2 separate regions of the Rattus norvegicus genome follow, and region 2 is linked to region 1. The links are chromatin contacts, called in public Hi-C maps. All regions are on one chromosome and are shown on one strand. Each heading gives the region's core, a stretch centred on a gene start, on an enhancer-like site or on the middle of the called end of the contact. The rest is flanking DNA. Distances are from core to core; before and after follow the strand shown. Region 1 overlaps Dnah6 (dynein, axonemal, heavy chain 6). Region 2 overlaps LOC120102311 (a long non-coding RNA gene).

Region 1 (6,349 bases), core at 1,784-4,283:
TCTGCAGACACCTTCATTACATGTAGTGTGTTAAGCATCTCGCTAGACACTGGGTTGGTTTTGTCAGAGGGGCTGTACGGAATAGTTTTTACACTACCCACCCCTGCACTACTTAGTGTTCACACGTTTCCTGGGTCTCATAGGAAGAATCTGAGTAAAATGGTAAGTGTGGAGCTAACTGCCTTGGTTGTGCCTGGAACAGGAACGTTGAGTCCTGTCCAGCTGTCATCCCCTGGCCAACTCAGCATCTCTCACGTGATGGTCTCTGTCTTAGTTAATTAAGCTTATACTGCTGTGAACAGACACCATGACCAAGGCGACTTGTAGACAACACCTAATTGGGGCTGGCTTACACGTTCAAAGATTCAGTCCAGGATCATCAAGGTGGGAGCATGGCAGCATCCGGGCAGGCATGGTGCAGGGGGAACTGAGAGTTCTACATCTTCATCTAAAGGCTGCTAGAAGACTGGCTCCCATGTGGTTAGGAGGAGGGTCTTAAAGCCCATGCCCACAGTGTCACACTTCCTCCAATAAGGCCACACCTCCAAATAGTGCCACTCCCTGAGCCAAGGATATTCAAACTACCACCGTCCCTTTTCTGTCCTCTTGGGCCTGGCATGTTCAATCTGTGGCCTGCGTGCTGCATGTGGCTGGGGACAGCTATACACGTTTTCCAACACAAAATCATAAGCTTCCTTAAAACAATGTGATAGGCAGAGGGGATGGTTCAGTGGGTAGAATGCTTGCCACAAAAGCCTCATAGCCTGGGTTGGCGCCTCCAGAACCCATATTAAAAGCCAGACATAGTGGCGTGTCTACTCTATCTAGGACATGGAAAGCAAGATAGGAGAATTGGCAGAAGCTCATGGGTCAGCTATGTTGGCATATGCAGCAGTGAACAAGAGAGAGAGACCCTTTTCAAAGTGGAGGGTGAAGATTGCTCTACATGTGCACCGGGATAGCATGCATGTGTCCACATTCACACACACATACATGAACACAAACACACCATGCACACTTGCATACTAATAAGTTTTTTCCCCACGTTTTTGTGATGTTTCGATTGCACAGTTCTCAAGGATGAACTTTGTGACAATGTCATGTTACGATATCAGAAGGCTGGGCACACATGGTGGTTGTTGCTGTTGCCCCGGTGTTGGATTTTTGAGATCCTTAATTAGGTCTAGAAACAGAAGTATCGGGGCCATGTGGCTAATGTGGACCGTGGGCCGTGAGCCTCTCCTACGAGCGTGACGAGGAAGGGAGACTGTGTGAGTGATGGGCTAACTCTGACTCTTCCCAGGCCTTCAGTGACACACTGAGGAGAAGCAGCCTAGCCCGGCTTTCCCATGGAGTTGGGAGTGGGTTTAATAGGGGTGGGGTGTGTGAATTAGTCGCTTCCACACCACAGCTGGGATTCCCAACAGAAATAACTCAAAATGGCTTTATTTTAGGCTATGGGAGAAATACCAGTCACAGCTGCTATCTTTAAGCGGGGTCAGAGGTCACGTCCTCATCATCAGGGAAGGTCTCTGGATCATCGAGGCCCCTAGTCACTCACTCAGCTGGCAGAGCAATGCTGACCCCTTGGCGATCCAGTAATCACTGGGCCTCTTGGAGGGTAAGAGGACAGTCACCACGAAGTTGGTTGAATGACCTAATAAACGATACAAGGGGGGTGGGGGTGGGGAAGAAGAGCTGTTATTTCAACAGTAACCTCTGGATTCACAGAGACGAGATACTGAGAGCCAAGAGGCTTTAGCTCCGACCTGGCTGAACCTGAAGACGCCGGGCTCAGTCCTCTGAACGTTCCAGTTTCACGCCATTCAAAAGGAGATTTCAGAATACGTGGTGCTTTGAGGCCCGTCTGTCTCAGATCTTACATCTTGATGAGTATGTTTCAGGTTTTCTGCAGTCTGAATCCTGGAGCACTGGGCTGGGAGTTGGGCCTGACACTTCAATAGGACTCAGGGGTTTCTAACGGTAGGTAGGGCTTCTATACGCGTAGTTGTCTATCTATCCGTCCGTCCTTCTTTCCATCCTACACTGGAAGACTCTTGGGCTCCTGGAATGAGCAGGCACAGTGACAGGCGTTCTGTCTTCAGTGCTTAGCCATTCTACACACGCTCGTAAGAGCGAGTCCCTCTTACGGAGTTCTTCCCCTTCCGTGGCTGTCTAAGGAGGGAGACAGTGACCTCAGATGGCGACCGCTCCTTCTGGTGCTGCTTTTCTCAGATTCCGTGGGTGTGAATGGACATCAGGGAAGGTGGCCTCAGACCCAGCAGGGGGAGCCTTTACCTTTTCACCTTTCTGGTCCCCTGGATACCAGGTTTTCCAGTGCAACAGCCCAAGTTCAATGGCAAGCCCATCTAGACTCCTCTCCTGTGCATTTACTGGTTTTACGCAGTCCAGAAATTTGCCTCCACGCTTTTTTGGGTGCCAGCCCGATGTATACTTCTCTGCAGGCCATGGGTGCCTGCATGGGAGCACGTGAGGCCTTCTCTAGGTCTGGAGGAAGACTTAGGACACAGCTAAACCCCTGCAGCCGCTGACTCAGTTTAAGCAGAATCCATTCTCTGTTGGCCAGAAATGAGTTTAGCTGCCTTCTAAAATGCCCCCTCTTTCTCAATCTCACGGCGGTCTCCTAAGGGCTTCACTGTCTACTCTGGATGACTCACAGTTGGACAGAAAGTACCTCTGTAGATGATTGGGATAGACGTGTGTGGCTCCTGTCACATATCCACTTATGCTGAAATCCTGAAGGGCTGATGTCAGAGGTCTTGTGCTTCTGACAAACAGGATAGCTACAACATGGATGCTGTATAGTGGACTGTGGTTAAAGTAAAGGTCGGCTGCATACCGCAGAGGGACGCAGGGTGACTAGAGCATTAAGAACAGCTGAGTGTGTGTAAGAAAAGGGTGGAGGAGGGCTGGAGAGATGGCTAAATGGCTAAGAGTGTCTATTTGAGTTTAGTTCCCACATCAGTGTTGGGCAGCTTACAGCACCAGTAACTCTGGCTCCAGGGGATCTGGTGCCCTCTTCTGGCCCTTGTGGGTATGTGCATTCAGGTGTACATGCCATTCTTTACCCTGCCCCCTCCCCCCATACATAAATATAAATAAATCACAGGCTGGGTGTGGTAGTTCACCCTGTTCCCGGCACTGGGCAGGCATAGACAAGTGGATCTCTGTGAGCTGGAGGCCCAGCTTGCACTACATAGCAAGTTCCAAACTGCCAGGGCTACAGAGTGAGACCTGCTCAAAAGGAATGGATGGATGACTGAGGAAGAAAAGGATGTGGAAATAAAGGCTGTCTTCCGGGACTGTCAGGGTGCTTGAACAGAAGGGATTAAATGGGCTTTAGAACTACAGAGCCTGCTCGCAAAAGCTGCTGTCTGCAGGGGCTGAGCTGAACTTATTCTGAGGTGGGTGGGGACCCCTTAGTGAAGAAACATGTTTTGTGTCTGAGAATAATTCAGGTCTTCATCACAACGGGGACCTGCCTGCTTTCGTCTTTCCTCATGTTCCCACAGCTAACAAGCGACTTGGACAGTCATTCCTTCAGCTTCGTCTAAAGACGGGGGATTGAACTCAGGGGCCGCAAACGTGTTGAACGAGTGTTCTCTGTCAAGAATTCTGCTGACTGTTATATAGCGGTGGTTCTCTGCTGTTTATCTTTTGTAGCAGACCCATTTTCTGTAGATTACTTTGGGTTTTTCCATGCGATCAGTTATTTAGCCAAATTACATTTTTGTTTCTTATTTTCAAATCCAAGTTCTCAATTCACGTTCCTGTAGAGTCAGCTGAGGCTTTCTGTGTGGTGCGGAGCTGCAGTGAGCAGCCAGGTGTCGACCGTTCCTTCATTCATTAAGTTAATGACTAGGGCTGCGCCTTAATCATCGCTGCAACCATTGACTCCAGCTGGGGGGTGAGCTAGCAGCACCCACACTTTTGTTATGAGGTCAGCTTGGCGTTCTACGCTGAGAAGCTTCTAACAGCCTCCTCGAGCCCACACTGAGGTGCACAGTGACTGCCTAAAGTTTATTTCATATCTGAGGCTAACATTGTAGTATGTCTGGGCTCTTTTATTATGATGCTTTACATTACTGTCTGGAAAAGCTTTCAATAAGTGGCTCCTTGGTCCTGGTTAGTCTTGATTTTGAACTTGACACGGCCTGAGATGGCTGAGAGGACGGTCTCTGTTGGGGAATTGTCTAGGTAGGATTTGCCTGCTGGCATATCAGGGAGAATTGTCTTGATTATTAAATGAAGTAAGAGGGTCCAACCCACCCTGGGCAGTGCTAGCCCTAGACTCGTGATCCTCAGCTGCAGAAGAAAGCTAAGTAAACACGAGCCTGTGTCAACCTAGCAAGCAGCATTCCTCCATGACTCCTGCCTCCGGGTTTCCCCGTCATTCCCACGCTGCCTTCCCTCCATGACGGAAGCATAAGGCCGCAGCCTTTTCCTTAAGTCGCTTCTGGTTAGAGTGTCTGATCTAAGCAACACAAAGGAAGCCAGCTCATCATTCAAAAGCAGAGCAGTTCACAATTCGTGAATCCAAACTTGTCCTCCACAATTCATATTCCTATCCTGGGGGAAGCAGTGCCATTTTTCAGGTGCCCTAACAGGTTTCTAGCAGCCATCATTAGGAAACAGGATCCCCAGACCTGTCCAGTAATCTCAGAGTTCTCATCACGAAATGCTGTTCTGTGAATGGTTTGCTCGGACAGTATTCGCTGTGTGCCGGGCACTCCCCTGGGCACTCCGCAAGTGTCCATGTAAGCCTTCCCGGGTACCATTTTAAAAAGCATCCCTCCCTCCCAGCGACAAGATTTCTGAATCTGAGGACACAGCATTTCTTTAGTGTTAGAGAACCACCAGCTTTTATTCTTTGTAAATATTGCCTCTTCCCCATTCTTACTTTCTCTTACATTCGCCTAATGAATTAACTAATTAATTAACAGGGAATTACAGCTTTTTCTACAATGTTAGACTTTCCAACTACTATTGCAAGTGGCTTTCTCCACTATTCTTTAGCAGTCTCTTTTTGGAAAATCCATTGTTCTTATAAAGAAATTGCATTTACTTATTATGCACGTGTGTGCTCCTGCGTATGACATGGCACATATGTGGGAGTTAGAGGACAACTTGTGGGACTCAGCTCTCTCTTAACATCATCTGGGTCTCGGGGATCAGACTCAGGTTGCTAGGCTTGGTGACAGAGCCTTTAGTGCTGAGCCCTCTCCCTGGTTCACATCTTATGTGATCTCTTTTCCTTCTCTCTGCTTCCAGTTTGCAGGACTGCATCTCAGGTCCACTGGGAGTTTTTGAACCCAGTTTTCCACTTAGTTCATTTTAAAACCTCTTTTCTATGATAGACCAGGCGACTGGCCTTGAATTTATGGAGATCTGCCTGCCTCTGCTGGGGTTAAAGGTTTGTGCCACCTTGACCAGCAGCATTTGAGTTTTGACTGAAGTTTTTATTTAGTTATTACGTGTACAATGAAAAATATGCATTTATTTTCATATATGTGGGTGCTTTGTCTGCTTGTCTGCCTGTGCATTACATGTGTGTATTGCCTTTGGTATACAGAAGAGGGCATTGGATCCTCTGGAGCTGGAGTTACAGATGGTTGTGAGCCACAGTATGGGTGCTGAGAATCGAACCTGGGTCCTGTGTAAGAGCCTTAAACAGTGCTCTTAACTGCTGGGCTGTCTCTCCAGCCCCGTGGACAAATCTTAAGAACACGCTCACCTGTGGTTGAAAGTGTTCCTGCCCGGGCTCCTGTTTTGTAGAGCGGGGAGTGGTAGAGTGTTTGGATTGGCTCGTAATTTTGTTGCGGTTCAAAGTGGACTACAGGCAGCATGGGGTTCATCTGTCCTGGCAATGCGTCTTCTATGATCATGTCCTTGTCATCCCACCGAGAAGCATCCATGAACATCCCGTGAACGAGAACCCCATCCTCTGGAGTGGGCAACTGAAAGAAACTCAGAAGTTTAGGAGTGAGTAGAGGAGAAGGGATTAACACAGTCATTGCCTGTGTCCCACCTTTTCAACAAGTACCTCTAAAACCAGTGCCTTATACTACTGCAGTTTAGAGAAGGGTACCCTAAAGATGTGAGGGATAGGCTACCCCGGTTCTCAGTTTGGTACTGAATTTGAGACTGTCCACACCCCACCAGGACAGAGTTGGAGAGGCCCCTGGGAACCCCAATCATGGCTACTTTAGACCATCTAACCTCATGAGTAATGACTTTTCTCTTCCTCCCGGGAAGCAGAGTGAAGCAAGGGCTGGGATTACCACCTGTTTTTCTCAGAATCTGGGTGCCCTTCTAGAAGACAGATTAT
Region 2 (6,349 bases), core at 2,362-4,861, 230 kb after region 1:
CCATTTTCTCTCTTTTTTTTTTTTTTTTTTTTTTTTTTTTTTTCGGAGCTGGGGACCGAACCCAGAGCCTTGTGCTTGGTAGGCAAGCGCTCTACCACTGAGCTAAATCCCCAACCCCCACAGTCCATTTTCTTTATGAGGCAAGAGGTAGGCGGAAGGAAGGAAGAGGCGTCATAGAATGGTAAGGAGGATTTAAATTTCAGGTCCCGTAAACTTCCGGAAATTGAGTTCACGGTTGTGTATACACATTGTTTTCTATAGATCTGATCAATTCTTAAAGGAGTCTGTGATCTATTTTTCCTCAGAACTGGGAAGGTGGCCTCTAAAGTGGGCTTTCTCTGAGCTTTGTTGGGAAGGAGGGGGAGCCTTGCTTGGTTTTGTAAGGATTCCTGATGCATAGTTTGTTCCTTTGGTGACATCTTGTGGTCACATGAATGTACTACAGAATAAGTTTGGAATTGTGGCTCTGGAAGTTTGTAAAAGAAAACAAAACTGGTAGATTCGTAAAAAAAAAAAAACTTGAGATTAGTTTCTCAGAAGATTATTGTATTTTCTTTTCTTACAATGTTGAGGCGCTATCTTGGATGTTCTGTCTTGGGTAGTTGTATTCTGGGAATTTAAAGCTTTAGCAAGGGAAGCATTCCCTCTTCCTCAGATGATTGCAATGTGCCCGCAAGTCCCAGAACCTCTTCCTTAAGTCCTTGCTCTTCATAGTGTGATTTTTGGGCCAGTAGCATTGGCGTCATCTGGAACTTGTGAGATACACAGGCTCCTACATCCTGCCTCCAACTCCTAAATCAGCCAGCATCAGATTTCGAAAGCAGCTCCTCCTGGATGTTAAATTTTAAGGGCCCTCATGGAAAAGGGTCTTTAGAGTACTCAGGTTAGGAATGGTGCCCAGCAAGTAGGCGTTTCCTTTGCTCCCTCCCTCCCTCCCTCCCTCCCTCCCTCCCTCCCTCCCTCCCTCCCTCCCTCCCTCCCTTCTTTCTTTCTTTCTTTCTTTCTTTCTTTCTTTCTTTCTTTCTGTTTTGGTTTATGACACAGTGTTTGTCTATGTAGCCAGTTGGCTATCCTGGAACTCTGTAGACCAGTGTGGCCTTGAACTCAAGAGATCCACTTGCTTCTGCCTTCTGAGTGCTGGGTTGAAAGGCTGTGCCACCATGCCTGGCTGGGTTTCTCCTACAGAACATGTGTTACTTTATGACCCTGTGGGAAGACTTTTATTGTAAGAAATCCCATCTGTGACAGAGCCATCATCTCTCTCCTGCAGTGTCCCGACGATCTCCTTCAATGCATTTGAGGGCAATAGTATTATTTTTACTTTTCTTCTTTGAGTCCTCACCCTCCTATACATCCTGTTTCTTAGGTTTACGTACAATGCTTTTGCAGAACTTTTCCTGGTAATTCCACAATAAAAATGGCTGTGAACTGAGGGTGACCAGTCTTCTGATTGCCAGAAAGCGACGAGGAGCTACAAGAAACTCTAAGAAGAAGCATGGTTCTTCCCTGTTTGTTATGTCACAACGTATCCTGCCCTGCCACTGTCCTGCTCCTGCCCTGCCACCGCGGCTCGCTCTCTTCTGACTGACCACCCACACCTCCGGGCATCCTCGCATGGCAACGTCGTTCCTTAAAACGAAGACGCTCCCCAGGTGAGTCCTCTGAAATGCCAGTCTCAGCATTTCACTCCATCACCCATCTGTGGGCCTAGGGCTGCTGTGCGTGTCAATGGCACTCCATTCTGGCTTCCTTCAGGTCATTTGACCTACGTGAGCAGCTACCCCACCTTTGGGTGGCCATTTCCTATAGATCAGAGTTTCTCAACCTGTGTGTCATGTCTCCCTTGGAGGTCAGTCACATATCATATATTTACATTATAATTTCTTTCTTTCTTTCTTCCTTTCTTTCTTTCTTTCTTTCTTTCTTTCTTTCTTTCTTTCTTTCTGGTTTTATGACACAGTGTTTGTCTATGTAGCCCCTTTGGCTGCCCTGGAACTCATAGCAAAATTACAGCTATGAAGTAGCAATGAAATAATTTTATGGTTGGGGGTCACCTCAACATGAATAACTGTATTCATGGGTCACAGCACTAGAAAGGTTGAGGGCCACTGGTGTAGGGTCTTTCAGAGATGTTCAATGCCAGCTCTTTTACAGTCCTCTTTACTTTGGAATTGAAATCACCTAAATTTGGCAAAAACTTTATGCCTACAGAATATACAGTGTTTCAGAGATAATGTTGCAATATTGGTTGATTTTGAAAGCTGTATCATGGAGTTTGAGAGATTGCTAAGCAGTGAAGAGCATTTAGAAGACAGGGGTTCACATCCCAGTACCTACACAGCAGTTCAAAACCACCTGTAACTCCAGTACTAGGAGATCTAACTCATTTTCTGGCCTACAAGGGCAGCAGATGTTCATCTGCTTTTAAAACCATTTGATCAAAGGCACAAGGGTATTTATGTAAGGAATTTGTTCCAAGCCTTTTACAGAGGGTGTGTTCAAATAAAATATAATATAGATTGATATAACCAATAAGGTAATGAGGTGATGCTATCTGTATTAAATGGATAGTGTGTTAAATACAATTAATGAAACAGTCACAGATATACATTACCCCATTTTGTTAAAAAGAATGCTATACTGTCTATACAAACATATAAAACACAGTCTATCTAAGTATAGCATCTAGTTTATTCAAACAGTATAGTATAGAATCCATACATATACATGTCTTGTCCATATGTAGCACAGAGCACAGGTCAGCTAACTATATCCTAGGTTGAATTCAGATTGCTACCTGGTTTTATAAATAAAGTTTTATTGGGTCAGTATGCCACTTTGTTTCATGTCTGTTCACAACTGGTTTTGTCTTCATCAGCAAAGGGCCCTGATGCATATTTGTTGAATAGGTTCTGATCATTAAGCTCCTTCAGAACCACTGAGACCAACAAGACCTTCACAGATTTGGTTTTGTGTGTGTGTGTGTGTGTGTGTGTGTGTGTGTGTGTGTGTGTGTGTGTGTTCTGTCAGAGCATAGCCCCTGGGAAGCTCTAGCAAGCTAGACTTGACCATCCATCCTTGATAGGTCACTTAAATGAACAAGTAATGGTAAAAAGCAGAAAGGTGAATTTTACTCAACGTAACTGCACTGGATAGAGGAGAGAAAGAAGTCCAGGACTCCTCAAGTCCATATTCAAGGTTCCGACACGACGCTTGGCTTTCAATAGGAAGTAAGAGGTGTGTATAACTAAGCATTCCTGGCCAAGGTGTGATTCCGCCACTACTGTCTGGGCTCCCGGCTCTCCTGAGTGGCAGTCTAAGTCTGAACCAAATGAAAACTCTTTCTGGGAGACAGGCTCCCTCTCTGGCTAGCTCCAGCCTTTCCTTCTTCCAGCATTAGATTCCGTGGGAAATTCCAATTTTCTGGGGGGCACTTGTCTAAATACTCTGATAGGCAAAGAAGACTAAAAGCAAGTGTCTCTTCAGAATATTCTCACCCCTGCTGAGGTGGTTACATACAGAACAGTTTCCTTTTGGTACACACCTCTCCTGTCTACTCAGTGTTTTGTCAACTGTGTTTACAGTGAAAGAAAACCCCTCCTTTCTTGCCACGGGAAAGGCAAACAGCCACATAGACCTAGGAGGTTGCCAAGTTTTGTGGACAATAAAAGGGCAAGCTAGTTAGCTATTAACCAGAAGACAACATAATTTTGCTCCATTTTGACCTTGATGCCTCTCTTTGCAGAAGGCTTTTTCCCTGACATTTCTGCCCCTGGAGGTAAAGCAGATTTCCCCTTCCTTTCTCTAACAGGATCCAGGCAGCAGTGGTTGGAGTCTGGGCATTTGGATCCCGGCAGCTTGAGCTAGAAGCTACAAGCCACGTGGCAGTCAGCCGATCTGGGCTGGGAGGGGCTGGAGGGGAAATCAAAAACCTGATGATTAATCTCGGCACCATGCTCTTTACTGGTGGCCTCTTAAAGCACTGGCATCCTTATTATTTTATATGCAATGACACAGAATTGTGGAAATATTAAGAACTTTCGGACAGCTTGAGGAACATAAGGGTTGTATGAAGACTAATGGGGAAGAAAGAGGTAATTTGCGGTAAAGAGAGGGGGTAACTGCCATTTATTACAGTGAAGAAATTCCCACTTTCTCCAAAGTTGGTAGTGTTAAAAAATCACCGTTTTAACTTAACAAACAAACAAAACAAAAATTAATTTGAAACAAGGTCTGACCATATATCCTAGGATGGCTTGGGATTTATCTCAGACTGGCTTTGAATCCTTGACCTTCCTGCCTCAGCATCCCAAGGGCTGGTTGTCTGGCCCCAAAAGAACTCAGGGCAAATGCCTAACCACGGTGCCAATTAGCATACCAAAGCCAGCTTCACTCGGTAAGTTTGGCTTCTCCCGCCTCTTCTGACCCTGCCCCTTGGCTTCTCCCAGCTCTTCTGACCCCGCCCCCTACCCTAAACCTTTCCAGCCCAGGGGCTCGCTTCTGCATCTTCTCCTTCCTTTATAACCCTTCCATTTCAGCTCTGCATCATCTTGGTTCTCTGCTCTGACTCCTTCCTCTCTTGGTCCTCTCTCTCACTCTCCTTTGCCCTCTCTCTCCTCTTCTTTTCTCGCTCTCCCTTCTTATCTCTCCCTTCATAGCCAGTTCAGTCTATGTTTTCTCTCCTTGCTCTGGACTCTTCCAGATGCCTCTGTCTGTACTGTTCTTTCTCTCTCTCTCTCTCTCTCTCTCTCTCTCTCTCTCTCTCTCTCTCTCTCTCATCTACATTCAAACTAGGAAAAGAAAGACTCTACATTGCAAGAGAGGAAATGGGCAGAGAGAAAACGGGCAGAGTTCACTAGCCCAAACCGCTCCACCTAATGAAGAATTGGACTTTTATGTAACTATCTCCTGCTTTGGAGCTCATTTGCATAGTGTGGGCTTTTCTGAGTATGCACTGTCTGTTTTATGTAGTTCTGCATATAACGTCATTAATCACGTCTCGTTAGCCACTTAAAGTTCCACCAAGCTTTGTGTGTTTTAGTATCACGGTGAGGCATAGGCCACCCTCAGCTGCTCTGCGACGCCTTTGCCAATGGTTTCGGCCAGTTTTAACCAGGTGTGTGTGTGTGTGTGTGTGTGTGTGTGTGTGTGTGTGTGTAAGAGACAAACAGATAAGGGGGAGGGGTTCTTCCTATATAACTCAGGCTGCCCTTAAACTCATAATCTTCCTGCCTCATTTTCCCAAGTTCTGGAGTTACAGATATGCAGCACCACTCCTGATATGTGAGTGAAGATTTAAACAGGATGAACGGCATGGCAAACACTTTCAAGTTTTTGTTTCCATCTCTTGGAAATAAAAATCTAGAGGTCAGAATCCAGGGAGAAAGTCAGGAATCCACTTTACACAACCTGAACTATTTGCAAGTCCCACCGATGGCATGAGGGGCGGAAGGTGTAGAAAGTCCTGCAGATGCTTATTTAGTGGGACAAACAGATGCTCTAAGACCAGCTCTGGGCATGAAGGGGAACAGCTGAGTTGAATACGGAGCTAGGCCACTTAGCAAGCACTACGCTTGGCATTATGGGAAAGCTTCGCTATTGGGCAGAAACCGGAAGAAAGGGAAAGAAAGCTCATGCTGGGAAGGCGGGGAAAGGAGGCCTCCCTTCCACCCATGCACGCACGCAGGCAGTGCTCTGTGCTGCCTTGTGTACACAAGGCACCGTGCAGCTTATTGATGGCATCGAGCAGTTCATTCTTGCTCAGTCTTGTTCTACCTTTTCTTGGTACTTACCCGACCTCCAGCCACGTGGTGCGAACCCCAGAGCCCAGAAGACCAAGAAAATTCCTTCTTCACGGTCCTCAACAAGTTCTCCTTCATTCCAACAGAGTCAGACCCAGGCCAATCGATTTTTGCCACCAGAGGAGTGCGCAAAAAGATGGGAAAGGGGCAGCTGAGACTTCACTATGACTGGAAATAATGAAATCTCCCTGCGAAGGTGTCAGTAATGCTAGCCTTCCCTCTCACTAGACAGTCACAAGGTGTCTTTTCCCCACCTCTATCCCCGGGCAGGGGTGCTGAGGTGTTAGAAGAAGCCAAGTGTGAGCCTGTTGCTGGGACTTTCAGCAGGAGTCAATGGTTGTATGAGGACGAATCCCACCTCCTGAGAATCCATGGCTTTATCTGAAAATCTAAAATTTGTTTTGCACCCTGTAAACATATTGTTACTTCAAAATAAAGTCTTTTTTTTCACTCCCAACCTTTGTTGTCTTTTTGTTCAACCTGTCAAGATTGTGTGAGCTGATGGCGTAAGGTGAGATGGGAGGGAGTGGAGAGGGGAAAGACAGAGA

What was found. Hi-C and Micro-C count contacts between places; a contact is called where the count stands out from the background.
Region 2: a Hi-C map of the A7r5 cell line shows a contact between it and region 1, with 6 times the contacts expected there. The contact joins two enhancer-like sites. A contact is called at or near these places in 9 of 12 Hi-C or Micro-C datasets (the A7r5 cell line, the Rat2 cell line, Schwann cells and 6 more).

What each region holds. Positions count from the first base shown.
Region 1 is chr4:106,620,823-106,627,171 of GRCr8, forward strand. It overlaps Dnah6 (dynein, axonemal, heavy chain 6), which reads right to left. Exons shown (of 77, transcript NM_001419792.1): 76 at 5,756-5,978; 77 at 1,413-1,657. The coding sequence ends at 1,554. Among named protein-coding and RNA genes, the nearest start is that of Tmsb10, 55 kb to the left of the region's middle. Within about 2 kb of position 3,034, at least 4 of the 93 cell types and tissues checked have an H3K27ac peak or open chromatin away from gene starts, as enhancers often do. A contact at or near this core is called in the A7r5 cell line, where this site is marked.
Region 2 is chr4:106,846,025-106,852,373 of GRCr8, forward strand. LOC120102311 (a long non-coding RNA gene) reads left to right here. Exons shown (of 3, transcript XR_010065833.1): 2 at 1,390-1,652; 3 at 3,812-6,258. Among named protein-coding and RNA genes, the nearest start is that of Dnah6, 6.8 kb to the left of the region's middle. Within about 2 kb of position 3,612, at least 12 of the 93 cell types and tissues checked have an H3K27ac peak or open chromatin away from gene starts, as enhancers often do. A contact at or near this core is called in the A7r5 cell line, where this site is marked.